Regions from separate parts of the Mus musculus genome. Here regions 2 and 3 are each linked to region 1. A link is a contact called in public ChIA-PET and HiChIP or PLAC-seq data. All regions are on one chromosome and are shown on one strand. Each heading gives the region's core, a stretch centred on a gene start, on an enhancer-like site or on the middle of the called end of the contact. The rest is flanking DNA. Distances are from core to core; before and after follow the strand shown. Region 1 holds the start of Zdhhc5 (zinc finger, DHHC domain containing 5). Region 2 has its middle 31 kb from the start of Gm13710. Region 3 has its middle 7.6 kb from the start of Gm13710.

Region 1 (2,719 bases), core at 98-2,597:
CAGAGATCCTGTCTCAAAACAACAACAAACAATTCAAGATGTGTAGTTTGAAGACTTTCATAAGGTTTGATATAAGTAGTTCCTTTGGAGCAGTGCAGTGGACAGCACATGTATTATTTGTTAAAATAACCAAACCTTATAGCACAGAACACTAAATTTGAATATATAGAAATGGAGATGTCATATAGAAGAATGAATACATGCTATGAAGGAAAGATCCAAGAAGAAGTTTAAAAAGAGTATTATTACAGATCGACGTAGGTGCCCAAGTACCTGGCGATAGAATTCTTACAAACACTAGATGAATTTGTATGCATTCATGAGCACCGGACAGATCTGTCTGATACAAAGCAGGCTCACACTGGGATAAAAGGATGGAGATCTAACCTAAGATTATCCTGGACAAGATGGCATTAACCAGGAAGTAAACCCAAGAGGACAAAAATGGTCTGCAATGTAACATGTATCTATTCTACGACTACTTCTAATAACTTTAGTCACTTTCTTGTTTCTCGTTTTAGTGGTTTCATTTGGCCAACTGGTTAAGGAACTTTAAACTTCCCCAGGAATAGACGGCTAGTGATAAAATACTGTCAGATACATTCAAGCCCTACTTGTAAAATAAAGTACAAAGTACTAAAAGCATAAAAGCATGGAGCACCTGGCTGGTGGGGGGTAGGGAGAAGCAGCCGATGGATGGGAGAAAGAACAGGTAACCACAGGACGAAGCTCTAACCAAAATAAGGACCAGTGGAGTGTAGGGCGAGGGGCCTGAACCGCGGAGCGGTAAAAGGAGTACAGTCCCCGGCCGGCAGCTGGAGCAGTGGGAGTCATCACCGGGGGCAGGACTGACTACCCCTGGCCCAGAAAACACGGAATCCACCGCGCGCAGGGCCCGCCGGAGCTGAGAGAACCGCGGGCCGGGGAAGGAAGGGGCGGCGGCTCCGCAACTGGGCAGCCGGGCACCAACCGGGTCCAAGCCCCGGCGGGCGGCCGCGGCTCTCTTAGTCTGCGGGCGTCCGTTTCGGGGCCCGTACAGCCCGAGGAGGGGTAGGGCCTTAACCTCCTCCCCTCCGCGGTCCCCCTTCCCTAGAGGTCACTCTCCCCTCCCACCTCACTAGCCCAGCACTTCCGGTTCCGCAGGGGCCAGCGTCCCCGGTACTCACCCCCGGCGCGGCGCCCGTCACCGCCGCCGTCGTTGTCACCGCCGTCGTTGTCGCCGCCGCCTCCCAGCAGTGCCGTCTGGCCTCTGAGAGGCAGCGCGCGGCCCCCGCACGCTCCACGCCCGCCCCGCCGCCGCGCGCTCCCGACGGCCGACGCTCGCCTCTGTGCGGCCGGCGCGCGGCCGCTGCCCTCAGCCTCCGGTCTGTAGCCTCACGACGTTCCCATTGGCTCCCGGGCGCGGGCGCGGGCGCGGGCGACGTCTCTCGCGGGGCACGTTCTTCTCATTCATGCGGCTCGCGCCGCCGAGCCCGCCCCCGTTCACTCTTCCATTCACCCCCTAACCCCCGCCCCCACGGCGCTCTAGAGCGTGCGCGCGACCGCGGGCGACCGCGGCGACCTCGCCTTCTGATTGGCTGCAGGGGCACGGCGCCGCAAACACGTAGTGACACGGGAGCGCGCGCGCCTGGCCGTCGTGTCTGGCTGGATGGTCGGGAGAGGGGACATGGCGAACTGCGCCGGTTTGGGGACGAGGAACTGGTCTGGCGAGATCTTTCTCTTATTTTGTCCGCTTTCCCATTTGTAGTGTAGTCAAGAAAAACTTTTAAGCAAAAAAAATTCTACGTATGTACCGGAAGTGCTCAAAAACAAGCAGATGCCCTTTCTTAGTTCACCAGCCTCCTCCGAGTTGGCCTGGTACAGTCCTGAAAAGCATCTACGATAGCCAATCACCGTTAAGCCTTTCCGGCTTCCTTCCTTGCCTCTTCATTCATTGGTGTGAGGATTCGGTCGGGCAGCCCCTCCAACACACACACTTTTTTTTTTTTTTTTTTTCTTTAAGGACTGAAACTTTATTTAAAACAATCCGTTGGCGAAAGCGTCAGTGGGGTAAATTCTCAGACCGTGGCAGAATTCCTGAGTGGTGGTATGGCCTCACCTATGGAGGAAGGAGGCGCACGGCCCATTGAACAGTCTGAGGAGAGGGTTCTGTCCAAGGCTGGGTTAGATGAAGGAGCTCGGCTGCTATCCCTAGATTTACAGTGCTTGCCGATGGAGTGAAGCACTGGGAGTGCGCGGTGCGAGGCGTAGACACCTCCACGACTACACGAGGAATGGGCGCCCTGACCTCACCCAATTTGAGAAAGCAGGCTGAAAAGAAAAGTCTTTCTAGAATAGCTCCTGTCCCTGGCGAGCTGCTGGCTAACTCTCCGAAGATCGCGGCACTACATTTTGCCCTAATTAAGCCGAGACGGCTGTGGACCCGGTGGCTTTGCCATAGGGCTCTCCTCTTACAGCTTCAGGCCACCTCTCATTTGTAAAGGAGCTCTGTTACATAACAGCCCTTCAAAAAGATATCCCCGAGCCGCTTCCCTGAAGCGAAGGTCTCGTTCAGGGTTATTTCCAAGTCCTGTCATTGTTTCCTTGACTTCACTTCAAATGTTACTGATTTAACTTTGACACTTCAGCCTTAGGCATCCAGTTAAAGAAAAGAAAAAAAAAAATCTACCCTTTTTTCTTTAGACTCTAGTCTTATCCCTTATCATTTTTACTACTGGCT
Region 2 (2,849 bases), core at 235-2,734, 180 kb before region 1:
GATGAAAACAGATACAGAGAAACCAGACTTTATGCAAAGAGTGAGAGACTTGGGAACAGTTGGCCTTAAAAGGGATGTCACCATTGAATCACTCTTCTAGGGGCTCAGGGAACTCTTGGGAAAAGGAGCAGAAAGGCTGTAAAAGCCATAGTGGATGGAGAACACCAAGAAAAAAGGCCCTGTAAGTGACACAAATGAAGCTCATCTGAACTCACAGCCTGGGACAGCACACTCATGACCTGCTTGTGTGTGCACCAGGTGCTTTGTGTATAGATTATGGTTTCTTGTTTAGTGTTTTTAATGGGATTCCTGCGTGTTCGAATGAGTGCATCTCAGTTTCTTGTGCCTTCTCTTAGATTCTTTTCCTTTTGGTTTGGTTCTGTCTAATTCAGGTATGTTAGTTTTGTCTTATTTTATTATTGTCCCTTAGAAGCCTGTTTGTTTTCTGAGGAGAGAAAGAATTGGAGCAGATCCAAATGCGAGGGGGGCCAGGGAGGAACTGGAGGAGTAGAGGATGGGAAACTGTGATCAGGATATATTATGTGAGAAAAAAATCTAATTTTAATAAAAGGAAAAATAAACACACATACACAAAGGCAGACACAGAGAGAGGGAGGAGAGGGAGAGGGGGGGTGGGGAGGGGGAGGGAGAGGGAGAAGGGAGAGGGAGAAGGGAGAGGGAGAGGGGGAGGGGGAGGGAGAGGGAGAAGGGAGAGGGAGAAGGGAGAGGGAGAGGGAGAGGGAGAGGGGGAAGGAGAGGGAGAATGCAAAATGTCTTCCAGTAACTCTGTCAACTAATAACTTCAAAAAGCCACACTGCTCAAAGAAAGGTAAGCTCATTTAGCCTGCAGTGGCTAAAAGGCCTTCAGCTGAGGTGATGAGGTGGCTTAGCAGGATAAAGTTGTCCTCTGACTTCCACAAGTGAACTGAGACAGGAGTGTGTGTGCACTCTCACACACCATAACAATAGTAACACTGGTAATAACCGTAGCAGGTAATAGTAATAATAAAGCTTTGTTTTAAAACTTCTTTAAGACTACTACCTTAATAGACTTTTTCTAGAATATCTAAGGGTGGCGTTCAATGACAAACATTCCCAGGATTTAGAGGACTAGACTCAGGGGTTTATGTAGATTCTTTTCAAGGCAGAAAACAAGTCAGGATTAAATGAAGTCTGTGACTTATCACTGGCACAGGAAGGGATGGGGCAGGAGGCTGGTCTTGGCAAGTGAGCTATTTGTTGAGAAGAGACTACAGTGTCCTCGGGTAAGTAACTTGCATGGATCCATGAAGCCACCATGAATCTGCTTCTTGGTTTACAACCCTCTCCCTTGGCTTGGTTTCCCTGGAACAATTAGTGAAAGCAGGTTAAGTCCCCGTGGTTAAGCCATGGGGATATGGATGGTCTCAGTCCTAACATTCAGCTTATTATTATTCTTTAAACCAACTTGAAAACTCTATACTGTTCCCATGGAAACAGAGCTTTACTTCCTCCCACCGATGACACCACACTTGGGCTATCAAAATGAACTTTTTTTTTCTTCCTTCCAACGCTCTTAAGGAGACAGCTGGGAAATCATCTCCGCTGGAGAAGAGAAGAACTCTTCAGACTATGCAGAGACTCTGTGCACATCCTAGATGGTGAATATGTCATCAACAATCCCCCAAGGGGATTCAGAACATCAAGTAAAACCTGGAATAGCAGATCAATGCTATGGCCACATGGGTAATTTTAGGATATTTTTTAATTGAGAAAGACCAATTCTCCGGCCCTACATTTCCCTAGCTATATGTAACTCTCAGCAAGCAGCCTCCCTTCTTTGGGCAATTTTTGAGCTAGATATTCCCCAAGAACCTTTGACTGAAGTCTTTCGGGATTAGTTTTAGTGTTATTTATTTGTTCTTTGAGAATTTCATATGCATGCACACATATTTTGATCATATCGACTCCCTCTGCCCCCAACTCTTCTGGCCCCAGGAGCAACACATCCCCTCCCAACTCTACATTTTAAATTGTTTTTAAATAGCTTACTGAGTCCAGATAGTGCTGCCTGGATTATTTGACATGGTACCATTAATATGTTTTAGTTTTTTTTTTTTTTTTTTTTTTTTTGGTTTTTCTCGAGATAGTGTTTCTCTGTGTAACCCTGGCCATCCTGGAACTCACTCTGTAGACCAAGCTGGCCTCGAACTCAGAAACTTACCTGCCTCTGTCTCTCAAATGCTGGGATTAAAGGCGTGGTGGCACACGCCTGGCACATATCTTCTTTTAATAATAATAAAGTATAACAATGATAAAAGATATCCATTTGGGTGATTACCAGAACTACGCCTCAATACAGATAGATGGGTTAACCCCCTTTGCTTGCTTGCTAAGAAGTAAGTTCATTTGGCAGAATTTCAAAGGTAGGAAGAATTTAACCCAAGACTTCCTTCCATTGCAGCCTATTACCTGTCAATCAGGTTTACAACAAAGGGCCCACATAGACTCTTCCTATAACTAGAACCATTCTGAACCTCAGATGACACACTGAAGAGACATAGTTCCTGGATGATGCATTAGGTAACCTGTGGTGGTTGGAATGCAGTGGGGAAGGAGGCTGTAGCCCAGTTTCCTCTCTGTGATTAGATTACCTGGGGCTTTCCCGAAACCCACCCCTAGTCTAGGCACCAACCCCCACCTCCAGGGAACCTGAGTAATGCAGTCCCCCTTCTAGTGAAACTCCCTCCAGGATGAGTAGCATCCAGACTGAGGTTCTTCTACACAAACAAGTCACAAGTATTTTGTTTCGGATGGTGATTTTCCTAAGGTCATGAAAACCCAAAGTAGCAATTAGCCAGGCACCCCAA
Region 3 (2,888 bases), core at 32-2,531, 220 kb before region 1:
GAATTCTCAAAACAGCCTGGTATAAATTTTGTTGTGTGGTTACTAAAGTATCATCTTTGAAGAACATTTTTAATGAAAAGGAGCAAACTGAGAAAAGAAAAATACAAAACATATGGTTCAAAGAATAAAGGGGCACCAGGAAGTAAAATTGAGCTGAATCCTATGTTCAAGGAAATAAACAGATTAAGGGAGTGGTGACCTCAATGCAAGGTCCCACCCTGCTAAGCTTATTGTTTACGCTTTTGCAGATGAACAAGGGATTTGGTTATTGTTCCCATTTGGACTTTTAATCTGAAATGAACTACAATCTGGAAACAGAGAGCACAACTATGATCCAGATCTTGAGCCTTCTGATCCCAATCTTGAGGAATAATGGTCATAAAAAACTTAGGGCCAGGAATGGTGGTGCACACCTTTAATCCCAGGAGAAAGTGGCAAGCAGATCTCAAGTTCAAGGCCAGCCTAATACAGAGCAAGTTCCAAGTAAAAAAAAGCTTAGATCCAAGCATTCAGGAGACAGAGGCATGCAGATCTCTGAGTTCAAGGTCTGGAACTACAGAGCAAGTTCCAAGACAGCCAAGCTTAGGCAGTGAAGGAGTTGGAAAACAGAAAGCTGGTAACAGAATAAGGGGGACTATGTTCCAGCTCCAGTAAGCAGCAGATCTTGGCAGCTTTGGCCATGTGGCTCTGGCTTTAGAATCAAGAGTAGGAGACTACTGGGACAATTGATGCTGGTTAGCTGGACCTAAAAAATTAGTGTTGATTAATAAGACACTAGCATCCCTGAGGTGAAATCTTCTGGGAAGTGTTTTCTGAGAGCACAAAGAAGCTGTTTTCCAGAGATAGCCAAGGTTGTAACTCAGGCTGCTGCTGCACTTGGTAATGTATAAGAATCACGCAAGTATTTCTGGTTTTGAAGGCATGAAGGGGTCATGGAGAGGAGCTGAGGCTTGGCACTGTGAGAGGCCACTGGTACAGCCTCACCCCACAACTGAATGGATCTTGCAAAAAAGTTGAGACTTGGCACCATTAAGGGAGAGAGGCTATTTGTGAAGCCTAGTTGCAATGAGAAATCCCAGCATATTAGTGATGCCAATACCATGGGATGACCATCAAGAACAGCAGCAGCTGTGAAGTGGAGTCAACCAGAGCCTAGAGTGCTCCAGAGGGCAGAGCCGGAGAAGTGACCCAAGCCCTTTTGAAAAGTCCAGAAGCTCGTGTGTAGATCTCAGATGATCAGGAACAGGAAGCTGTGAGGTTGAAGTTGCCTTGGAGACCTCAAAATGTTAGAGATGCAAGATCCATGGGTACCTGCCGAGGAAAGCTGCTAACAGGAAGTGGTACCAGCCCAGGGGAAAGAAGTTTGTTGTGATCAATAAAGATGAAAAGAGGTGGAGATCTGAAGACCACTTTGGTGGTACAGATTTGAAGTTTGCCCAGCTGGTTTTTGGCTTTGTCCATTATTCCCTCACTATGATGTTTTGGAATGGTAATGTGTGTCTTGTGATGTTTAAGGTATGTGATCTGCTTTTTTATTTTTACTTTAGAGGGGACTACAGTTAAGTGACTGATTGAATCTCAGAAAAGACATTGAACTTTGGATGTTTAATACTGTTGAAACTGTTATAGACTATGGGACTTCTGAAGTTGGTCTAATGTATTTTGCATTATGCTATGGTATGCATTATATTATGGTATGGCCCCCATAGATGTCTATGTTTGGACAAACCTATAAGGGCCAGGGAGTGGAATGTGGTGATTTGACCAGGAGTGGCACTATTAGGAAGCCTTGTTAGCGTTAGTGTGACCTTGATGGAGGGAGTATGTCATTGTGGAGGTGGGCTTTGAGACTCTCCTCCTAGCCATGTGGGAGCCAGGCTTCTCCTGTTTGCTTTTGGATCAAGATGTAGAATTTTCAGCTACTTGTCCTGTATCACATCTGCCTGGACGCTGCCATGCTTCCCACCATGATGATAATGCACTGAATCTCTAAACCTGTAAGCCAGCCCCAATTAAATATTGTCCTTCATAAGAAAAAAAAAGAATGTCTCATTTCTCAGCATTTTAAGAGAAAAACATCCTAATGCTTGCTTCAGCTTACTTTGGAGTGAGATATAAATACACAGACTCCAAAATCCATATACAGAAAAATAGATTTCAAAATAGAGTGGGTTGGCCTGATTGCTGCTTGTATTCTAATGCTAATTTGGGCCCCCAAAACTGGTTGCCCAGAGATGAGAGAGTCCAAGAGGCTAGGTAAGTGACCCTGCCCCCAGTTAACTGTGATTGGCAAATAAAGATGACCACAGCCAATAGCTGGGCAGAAGAGACATAGGTGGGGTTTAGGTTTCCCAGGCTTGGCACCATGAGGAGGAAGAACATGCAGGAGAGAAGAGAAAAGAAGCCACCATGGGATAAGGGTCAAGAGACCATGGCCCTGAGGTCTGCCCTATTGGAGCTAAGAGCAGCCCAGATGAAACATAGTAAGTAGTAAGTAATAACTTGGGGTTATTGATAGGAAAGTAGATTCTAACAGCAGGGAGGGTAGGCAGCTACCCAGCTATTGTGCTAATTAAGGCTTATTGTAAATATAAAGGTGGTGTGTGTGTTTTTTAATCCAGAAACTCAATAACATAAAGCAAGGTAGAAGCTCCCAGCTGGAATTTAAACAATTTCTACTAGACAAAGTGGAGCATGTCAACCTCCCAGGCAAAATGTCCACTAACACAACAGTAGCATGGCTGTTATGGTGATAGCCAACCACTTTACAACTGGATAAGGGAGACCTGCTCCACAGAAGAGAATTTATGCTTGCTTCTGTGAACCTAGTCTATATTCCACGATTGAGGAGGCCATGGACCCTAGGGGGGTTTACTCTAGTTGATTTG

Evidence for each region. ChIA-PET counts read pairs in DNA pulled down with a chosen protein or histone mark. HiChIP or PLAC-seq counts read pairs in DNA pulled down with a chosen protein or histone mark.
Region 2: an H3K4me3 HiChIP or PLAC-seq map of bone marrow-derived macrophages shows a contact between it and region 1, with 3 times the contacts expected there. The contact joins the enhancer-like site here to the promoter of Zdhhc5 in region 1. A contact is called at or near these places in 3 of 39 promoter capture datasets (cranial neural crest, frontonasal cranial neural crest and liver), 4 of 115 datasets of contacts at active chromatin or transcription factors (bone marrow-derived macrophages, microglia and pancreatic cancer cells) and 1 of 9 other capture datasets (macrophages).
Region 3: a contact with region 1 is called in an RNA polymerase II ChIA-PET map of memory CD8 T cells, with 21 read pairs. The contact joins the enhancer-like site here to the promoter of Zdhhc5 in region 1. A contact is called at or near these places in 14 of 39 promoter capture datasets (the 3T3-L1 cell line, the C10 cell line, the HPC-7 cell line and 10 more), 2 of 484 Hi-C or Micro-C datasets (B cells and CD4 T cells), 11 of 115 datasets of contacts at active chromatin or transcription factors (bone marrow-derived macrophages, craniofacial prominence, embryonic stem cells and 7 more) and 3 of 9 other capture datasets (adipose tissue, liver and macrophages).

Annotation. Positions count from the first base shown.
Region 1 is chr2:84,713,817-84,716,535 of GRCm38.p6, forward strand. It overlaps Zdhhc5 (zinc finger, DHHC domain containing 5), which reads right to left and starts at 1,348. Exons shown (of 12, transcript NM_144887.4): 1 at 1,167-1,348.
Region 2 is chr2:84,536,672-84,539,520 of GRCm38.p6, forward strand. No RefSeq gene overlaps it. Among named protein-coding and RNA genes, the nearest start is that of Gm13710, 31 kb to the left of the region's middle. Within about 2 kb of position 1,485, at least 8 of the 459 cell types and tissues checked have an H3K27ac peak or open chromatin away from gene starts, as enhancers often do. A contact at or near this core is called in bone marrow-derived macrophages, where this site is marked.
Region 3 is chr2:84,497,835-84,500,722 of GRCm38.p6, forward strand. No RefSeq gene overlaps it. Among named protein-coding and RNA genes, the nearest start is that of Gm13710, 7.6 kb to the right of the region's middle. Within about 2 kb of position 1,282, at least 10 of the 459 cell types and tissues checked have an H3K27ac peak or open chromatin away from gene starts, as enhancers often do. A contact at or near this core is called in memory CD8 T cells, where this site is marked.